2 separate regions of the Mus musculus genome follow, and region 1 is linked to region 2. The links are chromatin contacts, called in public Hi-C maps. All regions are on one chromosome and are shown on one strand. Each heading gives the region's core, a stretch centred on a gene start, on an enhancer-like site or on the middle of the called end of the contact. The rest is flanking DNA. Distances are from core to core; before and after follow the strand shown. Region 1 overlaps Gm34773 (a long non-coding RNA gene). Region 2 overlaps Cyp39a1 (cytochrome P450, family 39, subfamily a, polypeptide 1).

The links. A called contact is a pair of places that touch in the nucleus more often than the background predicts.
Region 1: a Hi-C map of the C2C12 cell line shows a contact between it and region 2, with 6 times the contacts expected there. The contact joins two enhancer-like sites. A contact is called at or near these places in 7 of 39 promoter capture datasets (3T3-L1-derived adipocytes, the C10 cell line, the HPC-7 cell line and 3 more), 1 of 15 datasets of contacts at CTCF or cohesin (the NIH/3T3 cell line), 21 of 484 Hi-C or Micro-C datasets (the C2C12 cell line, brain, cerebellar granule neurons and 13 more) and 2 of 115 datasets of contacts at active chromatin or transcription factors (embryonic fibroblasts and fibro-adipogenic progenitors).

The regions. Positions count from the first base shown.
Region 1 is chr17:43,786,237-43,792,369 of GRCm38.p6, forward strand. It overlaps Gm34773 (a long non-coding RNA gene), which reads right to left. Exons shown (of 3, transcript XR_385586.2): 3 at 1,305-1,804. Among named protein-coding and RNA genes, the nearest start is that of Gm34773, 11 kb to the right of the region's middle. Within about 2 kb of position 2,200, at least 11 of the 459 cell types and tissues checked have an H3K27ac peak or open chromatin away from gene starts, as enhancers often do. A contact at or near this core is called in the C2C12 cell line, where this site is marked.
Region 2 is chr17:43,708,895-43,714,939 of GRCm38.p6, forward strand. All of the region lies in intron 7 of Cyp39a1 (cytochrome P450, family 39, subfamily a, polypeptide 1), which reads left to right. Among named protein-coding and RNA genes, the nearest start is that of Gm25783, 14 kb to the left of the region's middle. Within about 2 kb of position 2,932, at least 18 of the 459 cell types and tissues checked have an H3K27ac peak or open chromatin away from gene starts, as enhancers often do. A contact at or near this core is called in the C2C12 cell line, where this site is marked.

The DNA.
Region 1 (6,133 bases), core at 950-3,449, 77 kb after region 2:
AATAAGGGAAAAGGGGATGTGCTGGACAAAGTTTCCAAGATCTCCTTCAGGTAGCAATTCCGAGAAACATTCTCACCTGAGACAGGAAAGACTATGGTACCCTACATAACTTTTTTTTCTCTGTCTTATTCCAGAGAGCCATTGGTATTAAAATGAGCCTTTCCACAGGGTGGTGTTGGTTTTAGTAATCAATTATTAAAAAGCTTATGTACTTTTTCATTTTAAAAAAATATGTTAGAAAGAGACTTCTGAGCTCAGCCTTCTTGGAAATGCTTTCCTTTTCTCATTGGAAAGTTTCCCACGGGTTTTCCATTAGCTGATCTGTCCCTGGACAATTAGAAAAAAAAAAAAAACAAAAATTCAGGGCCAGCCTTTGGGCAGGTACTCATCTGACCCTTCCCACATGGAGCTCTGCCAACCAATAAATACCACAGCATCTGTGAGGGTGTTGTATGAGGTGAACTAAACAATGCTCAATGGAAAGAATTTAAATTATCTCTTGGTGGTGAGATAACTTGGTAGGTAAAGCACTTACTTGCCTTGTAAGCTTAGTGGTTTCAGTTTGATATCTGGAACCCACATACAGATGCAAGAAGAGAACTGGTTTCCAGAGGTAGCTCAGTGGATAAAGGTACCCATCACCAAGCCCGGAGACCTGACTTTGAACTCCAGGACCAACATGATGGAAGGAGAGCATCAGCTCCCACAAGTTATCCTCTGACCTTTAAACACGTGCTGTGGTGTGTCTGTTCTGATCCTGGACAATTAAACTAATAAATATAATTTTAGGAAATTAAATGTTTTTAATTAAATGGGGGCTAGAGAGATGATGTGGTGGTTAAGAGCGGTTCCTCTTTCAGAGGGTTTGAGTTCTATCCCTAGGACCCAATGGCAGCTCATTACTGGCTATAACTCTAGTCTCATTGGGATTCAATACTCTCTTCTGGATTGCATAGATAAGGTGAACAGACATACATGCTGGCAAGATATAGGTGTAGGTGGCATACACATTTAATCCTCTGGAGACAGAGGCAGGTGGATGTCTGAGTTCAAGGTCAGCCTGGTCTACAGAGCAAGTTCCAGGACCGCCAAGGATACACAGAGAAACCCTGTCTTGACAAATATAAATAAATAAATAAATAAATAAATAAATAAAAGTTGTCCTTTGTTCTCCACACATGCACCATAGTAATCATGCCCCAACACACACTACTACCACTACCACCACCACTACCACTACCACTACCACTACCACCACCACCACCACCACCACCACCACCACCACCACCACCACCACTACCACTACTACTACTACTACTAGATAATCATACATTTAAATCTTTTGTTTTAAAACATCCATTTCTCCACTCCTTTGTCACTCTGTGTACCTCACCAGATGTATGACCTTTTTAAAGCACATAGTCCTCATCTGGAATCTCGCAATAACTTCTCATTCTCTGTAACCTCTAGTGAGGGTTATGTTAAGTGTGGTGATAAAGGATACTGAAAGTGACCTGAGCAACAAGAACATCAGTTGTCTCACATAAAATGGCGTCTAGAGACAGATGGTCCAGCAGCTTGCTGATGGTTGGGTTCAGAGGATGCAGCTCTACTGCTGTTTGTCCTGGTCATATGATAGCTGCCATCACATCCTCTCACCACAGGAAGTAAAAGATTACCCGTGTCTGTCTGTCTGTCTCACCATTCATCTGTGAGTGTCTGTCATTCTTTCTTGTCTGACAACTTCCCTAGGAGGATGAGCTTCCAATTGATGTCTTCCATTGGTTACACACTTGAGCCCAAGCTGTAGGAAACAAAGGGATTATTATGGTTGGTACAACATCAGTGGTCAAATCTGGGGAAAGGAGGCGATGCTTATTGAACAACATCTGTTGTAACTGCTATGACTTAGTGGCTGTGCACAAACCAATGTCCTCACCTTTACTTGTGTCAACATCCATCTCAGTCCCATAAGCATGTGTTGTTACTCCTCTAAATGGGAACACTCCCTCTCAGATGGAGGCTCATAAGAGTAGGAAGTGAATGCAACTTACAAGGCTCAGGAAGTAAACAAAAGTCGCAAGACTCAGAAGCCTTCGGAAACTGCCAAAATCGTCATGGACCTTCCCTAAGGTTGCACAAGCAGTAATAAATGCTGGAGAGAAAAGACTCTTGGGTAGGCCCAGCCTCTTCAGACAGTGCCAGCAATGCAGCTGTCGTTAGTCATAACCGCTGGTGAGGCACAGTTTTCAGAGATGTAAATGCCTTTGCAAGACCTCATCTCTATTCCTATAATTCTAAAAACTCACTGGCTAAGGCTTAAGCAGAGAAGTGTGGCAATAAATATGGTCAAAATACATTGTATGAAATCCTCAAAAAATGAATAACATTGTATGTATTTGAGAACTAAGAACTTAATTCTTAGGTTATTTTGGACACCTTACTCAAATGTTACCAGTTTTTTCCACAGATGACCTTCTTTGTTATTGAATCAAATTTAGGACAGAACAGTATACTTATTTAGAATATGCAGCATTCTGTATTCAAATATTGTTGTTACAGGCCAGAGGGATGGCTGACGGAGTGAAGGCATTTGTTGCTAAACCTCATGGAGTTGGTCCATGGGACCCACATGAGAGAAAGAGGGAACTGACTCCCACAAGTTGTCTTCTGACCTTCACATTCCAACCATGACATGCGTACTAATACACACACACACACACACACACACACACACACACACACACTAAAACATGAAGTAAATGTAATAAAAAAAATTAGCCAAAAGATCTTTCATTGCTTTAAACGAACTACAGAATCAGGACAGCCGGTGTATATTAGGTAGTTTTCTTTTGTATTTCCTTTTGTAGTTGTTTTCATGAATTCTGGCTTCTAGGGATCCAAAGATAACCTTGAACTGGTTCTCTCTCAGCTCCATGTCACAAATGGTGTAATCACAGATGTGTATCACCACACCTAAATCGTAGTGGTTCTCTTTATGAGTGTTATGGTGAGAGGAGTCCACGAGATCATGGTTGCTCCTTTTAGATGTACTTTGGAGAGCTGTAGCCTTTGTATCCAACTGTGGTAAAGTGAAGAAGGGTGGCTTCCCCGGGGCTGTGTGACTTTTACTAAAACAGAACTAAAGATCTTGACACCCTCAAACTCCCTTCCTGTCTCATGTACTAGAGTGACAGGCCCAGGCTCAGGATCTAAATGATAAATGGATGTAATTAGTCATCAGTTCTTTCCACTGTGTGCCTCTGCCCAAGGACTCAAATGCTGGGAGAGCAGAGGCAGACAAAGAAAGAACAAAGGTGAACTGGCCAAGTGCTATGGAGGCCCATGTGACAGGCTGGCATGTCCCCAACACAGGATGTTCTAAATGTATCTCAGACACAGTCACCTAAGCTCCAGTGAATGGACAGTGAGGACAAACAATAAAACATCCACCCAGATTACAAGAAAAGAAACCTAAAAGTGTCCACAGTAAGCTTTGTTTCCTCTTGCTAGCCAGCACACTAGTCCATGGAACCACTTCTCACTGGAACATTTCTGCTGAGGATGTAAGTTCACTGTCAAGGGTTTAGAGTTATGGTTACATGGAGAAACCTTTTTGTAGAATCAGACATTAGTACATTTTTTTAAAAGTAATTATTGCAATAGGTCCAAGTAGTTAAGGGGTAGATGTTGGCACTTGCAAGAACAGTTCATAATATTGGTGTATTCTTTCATAATGCACTCAGAAAGCATGCCGAGTCCCTACACACATCAGGGCTCTGTCCTCTGCATCTGAAAGGAAAGATGTGTATGAAACTAGATGACAGCTCCTCTGAAGTAATATCTGTATGCAGAGTTTACACGCACTGTCAGTCAGGAGGCATTTAGTAGTCCTTATATTAACCCTATGGAGTGTAGAGAGCAATAGATGAAATACAGCCAAGGAGTGAATAAAGAACAGGCGAGTATCACACACACTCATTAGATGTATTCTTTTCTGCAATCTTTCTTCCTCTCTCTCTCTCTCTCTCTCTCTCTCTCTTTCTATATCTCCTTTCTTTCTTCCTTCTTTTCTTTCTTTCTCTCCTTCCTTCCTTCCTTCCTTCCTTCCTTCCTTCCTTCCTTCCCTCCTTCCCTCCCTCCTCTCTCTCTCTCTTTCTTTCTATATCTACTTTCTTTCTTCCTTCTTTTCTTTCTTTCTCTCCTTCCTTCCTTCCTTCCCTCCTTCCCTCCCTCCCTCCTCTCTCTCTCTCTCTCTCTCTCTCTCTCTCTCTCTTTCTTTCCTTCCCTTTCTCTCCTTTCTCTCTCTCTCTCCCCCCTTTATCTCCCCCTCTCTCTGTGGTGTGCCCTCCTGCATGTACATAAGGACACCAGTTGAAGATGTTAGGTGCCTTCCTCTGTCTCTTTTCTTCCTCTCTTGAGACAGGTCCTCTCACGGAACCTAGAGTTCACTGTTTTGGATTCACAGGCTGGCCTGTAAGCCAGGATCCTCCTGTCTCCATCCCCTAAAGCTAGGGACATTGGTAAATGCATACAAGCTGGGGATTAGAACTCAGGTCCCCATATTTGTACACCAAGAGCTCTACCCACTGAGCCATCTTCTTAGCTGCTCAGGCAGCTTTTATTTTGGTGGTGGTACATAGCCCTCTTCTCAATTACACTTCTTGCAATGAATCTCAGACAAATAAATTTGAGTAGCATTAACCCATGCTTCAGAAATAAGACTAGAAGGGAGGGGTTCTTCTCTCCCAGGAATAGGAACATGCACATGGTAAAAGTCTTTATGATGGTGAAGTTAAGTTTCAAACAATGGTTTCTACCAGTGTTATTGTAAGACAAAAGACACTATGAACTAAACGGAAAAAAAGGGATTTCACCAAGAGGCTCACATTCTACCATATTGTGAATATTGAAAATTCTGCCTTCTTTCTGAAATCTGAGGGAAAGCCAGTCCCCTGGTATGCACCTTCAGTGGTGGCCAGAGCAAACCTACGTGTGCTTGAGAGCAGAACTTCTCCAACCTCACATACACCCAGATCACCGTGGGTGGGGTGCTTATAAGTGCACAGCCTGGTTGGGGAAGACTAGGTGCATCCTGATATCTTATTAGGAACTGGTTACAGCTCCCAGTTGCATCCCAAATATTCTCCTTCAGAATCGCATGTCTTCTTTGCATTGTGTCCTTGCTTTATCTATGAGCTCCGGAGTCTGCCCAGAATTAGGCAGCCTTCTGGTGTGTGAGACGTAGGGGTTCACCAAGCCAGGTAAAGATAGTAAGAGTTGTTACATAGCACTATTGGCCTTGGCCATTTTGATTTTGTTTATGGCCAGGTTCTCACCAGACATCTTCAGCAAACCTGATTGATAGGCACTACTGTAAGGAAAACAGTAATTCTCCCTCCCTCCCTCTCTCTCTCTCTCTCTCTCTCTCTCTCTCTCTCTCTCTCTCTGTATGTTTGTGTGTGTGTGTGTGGGGGGGTGTAATGTGGTGTGTATGTGTGTGTTAGAAGAAGCATGAGCGTCGAGACATCTATGTTCTAGATGCCGTCACAGCCCAACCTCCCTGCAAAGTCACTATGCTCCCATATTCCCCCTGTTCTAAGTTGAGTGGGTCCCAGATTTCCCATGGCTATCCATGTGGCCTAGCTGAAAGGCTATTTCAGAGTGTTCTAAATCAGGTTTTGTGCTTTGGCAAAGGAATGAAACCTCTTTTCTAATATTACTTCTGTGGGAAAGTGTTTTCTGAACTCCAAACAACTCCACTTACAAATACATTTTTGGAATATGACCCACTTATATGCTGAGGACTGTCTGTTCTGGGAGGGGGGAGACTTCCCATGTACAGCTGTATTTTGTTTAAAATATATAATGTGCTTGCAATATTTCTTCCAGGAAGGGTTGGTTATGCAGGTTTAAATCCTATATAGGATTTCAGGATAGAAAGAGACTCTTCTGCAGATACCCTCAAATATCTGAAATGGTCAGGGTACTGTGTGTAGAATCTTGGCATAACTTTGTCTTAAACCCAGGTTATTCTTTTTGCCTTCACTCTGTGTTTGTGTGTATGTATGCTTGTATATGTGTATTGTGCATGTGTATGTACATACATGTCTATGTATGTTCATATATGAGT
Region 2 (6,045 bases), core at 1,682-4,181:
AGCTTTATAGTCTCTTGTTCCAGTGTCTGGGATCCATGCATGATCTTCTGGGCTCCTCCAAAGGATGTGAGTCACTTCTCCAGCTCTGCCTTCTGTAACACTCTAAGCTCTGCTGACTCCACTCCACTGCTGCTGCTTTTCTTGTTGACCATTCCACGAAACTAGTGTCTCCAATTTGCTGGAATCCTCCACTGCAACTACACTTCGCCAATAGCCTCTCATAGGCTCTCTTCATGGTGCCAAGCCTCACATCTTTTGCATGACCCCTTTAGTCCTGGGCTGTCAACTGCAAATGAGGCCGCACCTTCACCAATGCCCTTCCATGGCCTCTCAATGTGCCAAGGCTCAGTTGCTCTCCATGACCCCTTCATGCCTTCAAACTAGTGCCACCTGGGTGACTCTTACACATTACCACCTCTAGCTTCAGCATGAGGTACAATCTTGGATATCTCTGGAACACAGCTTTCTTTGTGTTCTCAGAAAACACTTCCCAGAAGATTTCACCTCAATGATGCTGGTCTCGTAATCACGGCTAATTTCTTAGCTCCAGCTAACCAGCATCAATTTTCCCAGTAGTTCCTTCTATTCTTACTCTAAAGCCAGAGCGACACGCCTGAAGCTGCAAAGTTCTGCTGCTTGCTGGGGCTGGACCATGGCCCCCTTGGTCTAGTGTATTATCATCAGCATTCCATTTTCCAACTCCTTCACTGCCTAGCCTGGAACTTACTCTATAGATGGACCTTGAACTCAGAGATCTGTGTGACTCTGTGTCCTGAATTCTGGATTTGAAGTCATATACCACCAGGCCTAGATCTAAGATTTTTGCTACTTGGGACTTTCTCTTTCCTAGCCTGACCTTGAACTCAGACATCTGCTTGCTTCTGTCTCCTGGGATTAAGGATGTATACCACCATGCTTGGACCTGAGCTTTTTATGGCCACAATTCTTCACAACCTAGATCAAAAACTGATGACTGATGTCCTCCGTTTCTGGATTATGGTTCATGCCATATAAAAGTCCAGATAAAAACAATAACATGCTTACACACACACACACACACACACACACACACACACACACACACACACAAATACACCATATGCATTCATTAACATGGAGAATTAAGTGTAAAATACTAACATTTTATTCACTGGGCTTTTTTTTTTTAAGGGAAATTGCTATAAAACTTAGGAACTAGATTTCTAGGCTCAGCTTTCATAGGAATCACTGCCAGGTGTTGTGACACCAGCTCCTGCTTTTCAGAGGTTATGTCACGTGATTTTACTGCCAGCCGCTGTTCTTCATGGACACTAACCTTAATGCACACACTTCAACTTTAACTGTCTTAAGCAAGATGGCCTGTGAATATAGAATGTTTGCCTCTGTGCAGGAGAGCAAACAGAAGTGAGCGCCCAGGATTTCGAAAGTCAAGAAGGAACGTGTGGGCTGTGTCAGAATGGGAGCTTTAACTTTCCAGGGGATTTGCTTTGTGCTTTTCTTCTTCCTTCCCCTTCTCTTGAAAGTACAGTGACGCCTGCCCTAGAATACAGAGAGCCTGGAACAGGGGAATACCCCACTGCTCTACCTCTCACAACCTTCTTTCTAATTATCTCTTCAAATTGGATGATTCAGAGCTGTCCACCATTTTCCCCACCTTCTGCCGAAACACAGGCTCTTTTCCACAGTTATTAGTCAGGCTCTTACAGACTGTTATTCCAGTGTACAATTGGGGTTCCCTTTTGGGGAACTGATAAAAGGAATTTAAAAACAGAATCAGAAAAAACATTGAGGAATATCTTTTATTAGTTGGAGAGGAGCCCAGCAGGCAAGCTTTATAGAAGCCATGGCAACAGCTGAGAGGAGGAAGATGGGTAAGAGGAAGGAATTATGTTCTGTATCCTGGGCTCTGGTTGGCAGGGGAGCTTGGCAGATGAAGGGAGCTGTAAAAGCTGCAGGGAGTTGAAAGCAAGAGTTGTGAACGCACACAGTGTCAAGGAAAGTGCACTGAGGATTTGGGCCAGTCTCTGAGAAACAGAGAGAAAGAAGGGGGAAAAGTATTCATGTGCACACTTAGCAACAAAGTGTTGGATCTGACTTCCTGAGGGAAGAAGGCTGGGTGGGGGGGAGTAAAGATTATTTCTCCTTAAGAGGTAATTATTCCTCCCATTCCATTGGCTTGTCTTCCAGTGAATCATTTATTGTTGTTGTTGTTGTTGTTGTTGTTGTTGTGTTGTGTTGTGTTGTGTTTTGTTTTGTTGTGTTTTGTTTTGTTGGCCCGGTCTCCTGGCCAGGTGATTGACAGGTGTTAAAAGAGCTTCAAGCAAAAGAAACAATGGTATGTAAAGTCTAGTCTTTGAGATGGATCAGAATGGCAAGTCTCCACCTGGATCCATTCGTTTTTTTTTTTGTTTTGTTTTGTTTTGTTTTGTTTTGTTTTTTTTGTTTTGACTAATAGGCGTTAGATTTTCTTCACTAGGCCTCTTGAAAGCCCACTTTTTCACGGGATATTTTCAAATTTAAGGAGGGAAAATGTGATGCTTCCTTTTCTCCTGTTACCAGGGAAACAGGAGGTTAATGTACTCCAAGACGACTGACGTCTGTCTGTCTGTTTAGCTACCTAATATTAGGACTAAAGAAACATTTCTTGTACGTATTTTTAATATATGTACATGTATCTGTTTGGGTGAGGAAAGGGGCTTAAAATATATTTAAAAAAAAAAAGAAGAAGAAGAAAGAAAGCAGTGGAATTGTCCCAAAGTCCTCTTTTGGTGTTCTGGCTGACTCACGATTCTTCTTAAGCCCAAGAAATTAGAGTTTCATGATTTATTTTAGAATCTGTTCCTTTTCTTTCTGCCTGGGTGACACCTACCCACCCTTCTAGGCTTATATGAATTCCAGCCACAAGCGATAGGAGATGAATTCCACGGATGCCTGAATCCTCTGCTCTGAGACTTGTATTATAGTTATTTATATCCTCATAAATTGTCTTGTGCTCTTGTGCCCAGGATCCTTTAAGGCTATGGCTTTTGTCATTTTTGACTCAGTGCTCTTCTTGGGAAAGTGTGTGGTATTAGCATGTGTGTGGCTTCTTGTTAGCCTTAAAGGCTGTTGTAATACCGTCAACACGTCTCCCTTTATTGGAAGAGAGTATCAGAGTACTTATGATGTCGCACATACAGATGTGTAAACAGTATCAGAGTTGTTCCAGACGGTCTTTACTTTTGCAAAAGAATGGATGTGTAATGACCCAAACCAGGAGAGCAAGTGCATGTGGTTGGTAAGGTCACTTAGGTTGTATTCTAATGCAGGGTGGGACCTATGGCTCACTCTATTGTTGAGAGCTTGATCTCACAGTCTGATGAAATTGACTAATTTGCAATCATCAGGAAGGGGAAGGGTGTGATACAGAGTGAAGTTTCAGGAACATCTTGTTGTCTGGGGTTTAAGCAAAAAAGTACATACATGAGAGTTTCACTAGATGGAAGAGGGTTATAAAAGACTGGCCTTTGTGCACCCTGGCCATCTTTGATGGAAAAGCCTGTCCCACCGTTGGACACATTAACTTGTCTGAGACTGGAGCATTGGAGTATATGAAGCGCTATAATATATTTTTGATGATAAGTAGCCAATCTATTATGAATATTGCTTCAGCTCCTGTAGCATTTGGTTAGGCTACATATAACATAGATATGTTGTGAGTGTTCAATGTCAGAAGCACATAGTTGTGTTTGTGTCTTTGCTCAATGCCAGAAGAGTTGACTAACAATAGGTTACAGGGCATACCAATTTCATGGTAGCACTTTGCTAGACATTCCCTTTTTCCTTGGTAATCTTGGCTTAGGTGAGCAGGATTCACTTTCACTCCAGTCTTAATTACTAATAATATTCTCAGAGCACACATTACATTCCACACAATTGTCTATATCATCCGTATCTATAGATATCTATATCTATACACATATTTATTTATATTCATGTAGAGGTTTCAGAATGCCCACCACAGAATGCAAGGCGTTTCGGAAGTCTGGAGAAGCTAGGAAGCTAGTCGACCATCACTAGAAAGAGAGGCCCATTGGACATGCAAACTTTATATGCCCCAGTACAGGAGAACGCCAGGGTCAAAAAGTGGGAGTGGGTGGGTAGAGGAGTGGGGGGGGTATGGGGGACTTTTGGGATAGCATTAGAAATGTAAATGAGGAAAATACCTAATAAAAAAAAAAGAAATCTAGCTAGAGTCTGTACTGCTGAGATGACATGTGAACGGAACAGGGCTGTTGGGAGTTAGCTGTTCTTATGGGTCAGCCTCCTGCAGCTCTCTCGGGCTGGATGTGAAACTGCATGGTTGGATTCAACCTCTGAGCTATCAGAACTAGTTCCAGATGAAAGAATGGGCAGACAGATGGGTCACCTGCTGGTCTAGACAGACAAACAGAAGGGTGGGCTGTCTGAACAGTGAGGGCAGAGCTAAGCTGAAGCCCTGGAAGCAGTTGGGAGTTCTCTAACTATTGTCCTTGTTATGGGTGGTCACATGACAAGTAGGTGGGGCCAAGTGTGCATGGTTCTATGTGCCAGTTCTTAATGAGGTCTAGGTGAGAGAGTTGTATCCTTTCCTTGGTCTGGTGTGTCCGGCAAGTTCTTGGATCTCGTTTCCTTATGAATTTTAATATGTTCACCTGACCCAATAGCCTCAGTTCACCTCAGTAAATTTGTAGCGTATGGTGGTTTGAAATAGCACAGTGCCCATAGGCTCCTGTGTTTGAATACTTGGTCCTTGGTTGATAGAACTGTTTGGGAAGGATTAGGAGGTGTGGTCTTATTGGAGGATGTGGACTTATCATTGGCAGTGGACTTTAAGCTTTCAAAAGTTTCATGCCATTTCTTTGCCTTCCACTTGTGGATCCAGATGTGAGTTCTCAGCTGTTTTGTGATGCACATCCTTGTTCTGCTACCATGAACTCTGGTCATCTGGAACCACAGTTCCTAGGTAACCCCCCCCTCCTGTAAGTCCCTGCAATCATGGTATTATATCAGAAATAACCCAGGGATGGTTATGTATGTCAAAATGTCTGAAAAAAAATGAGTATTTTATAAAATGTGATGTAAATTTGGGCAGGGCACAGACTTATCTCAGAAGATACATAGCACATCTGTAGTGTGTTAGTAACTGAAATAACAACTTTAAAATCTGCCATTTATACATAACAAATATAGTTTACAGCCTTCATGTAATTATGACTTTTATGTAATAACTAAATAGATGCATTAGAAATGTCTGTTTTTCTTTCTTTCTTCCTTTCATTTTTACTCTCTGAGTATGAGAATCATCCTTTATTTTATTTGGTTTTAAATATCCAAAGGTTTGATTTGATTGCATTTATGCCAAGAGTTAAACAGACGGTTTCTAAATTTTGCCTGAGATTTCTCCTTGACTCCTTCCCTGGGCTCTCTGGAGTGGTCTCCGTTGGGCTCCAGCCCTTCTGGTGATTACCTTGGAATTCTCCCAAGTGGGCTTTCTAAATTTAGAGCCACAGGACTGGACTAACACGCCACAGATGAGCCCAGAAATCCCAACAGTAAGGGTGCAAACACAGCCATTTTTGAGAGGTTTAACCAAAATGATGTCTTAGCAGAAAGATGTTTGAAAACAGAATGTTTCTTTTATTTCTCTTGTCTTGTCCAGGCATGCTGCACATCAAGCTGGGGTTTGAGAAACTAAAAGTCTACAATTAAAATGCTTGTTTTCCACATCATGTGCACAGTTGCACACCACAGCTTTAGCCATTTTTCATTAGAAAGAAGCTTTCAGTGCTACATTATGTGATGTGATGTAAAATGTTTCTACAATGAAAATAGTCTAATAGCAACGCTTAAGATTAAAAACTTGTTTTCTTTTCTTTCTTAATTCTCTAAATTTCACTATGACCAAGTTCAAACTCCAAGGTCAGAAACATGCCACGTGTTAGAGCATGGAGATGTGGTAGTTATTGTTTTCTCATTGCTGTGACAGAATATTAGACAAAAGCACTTTCAATGAGGAAGGATTTA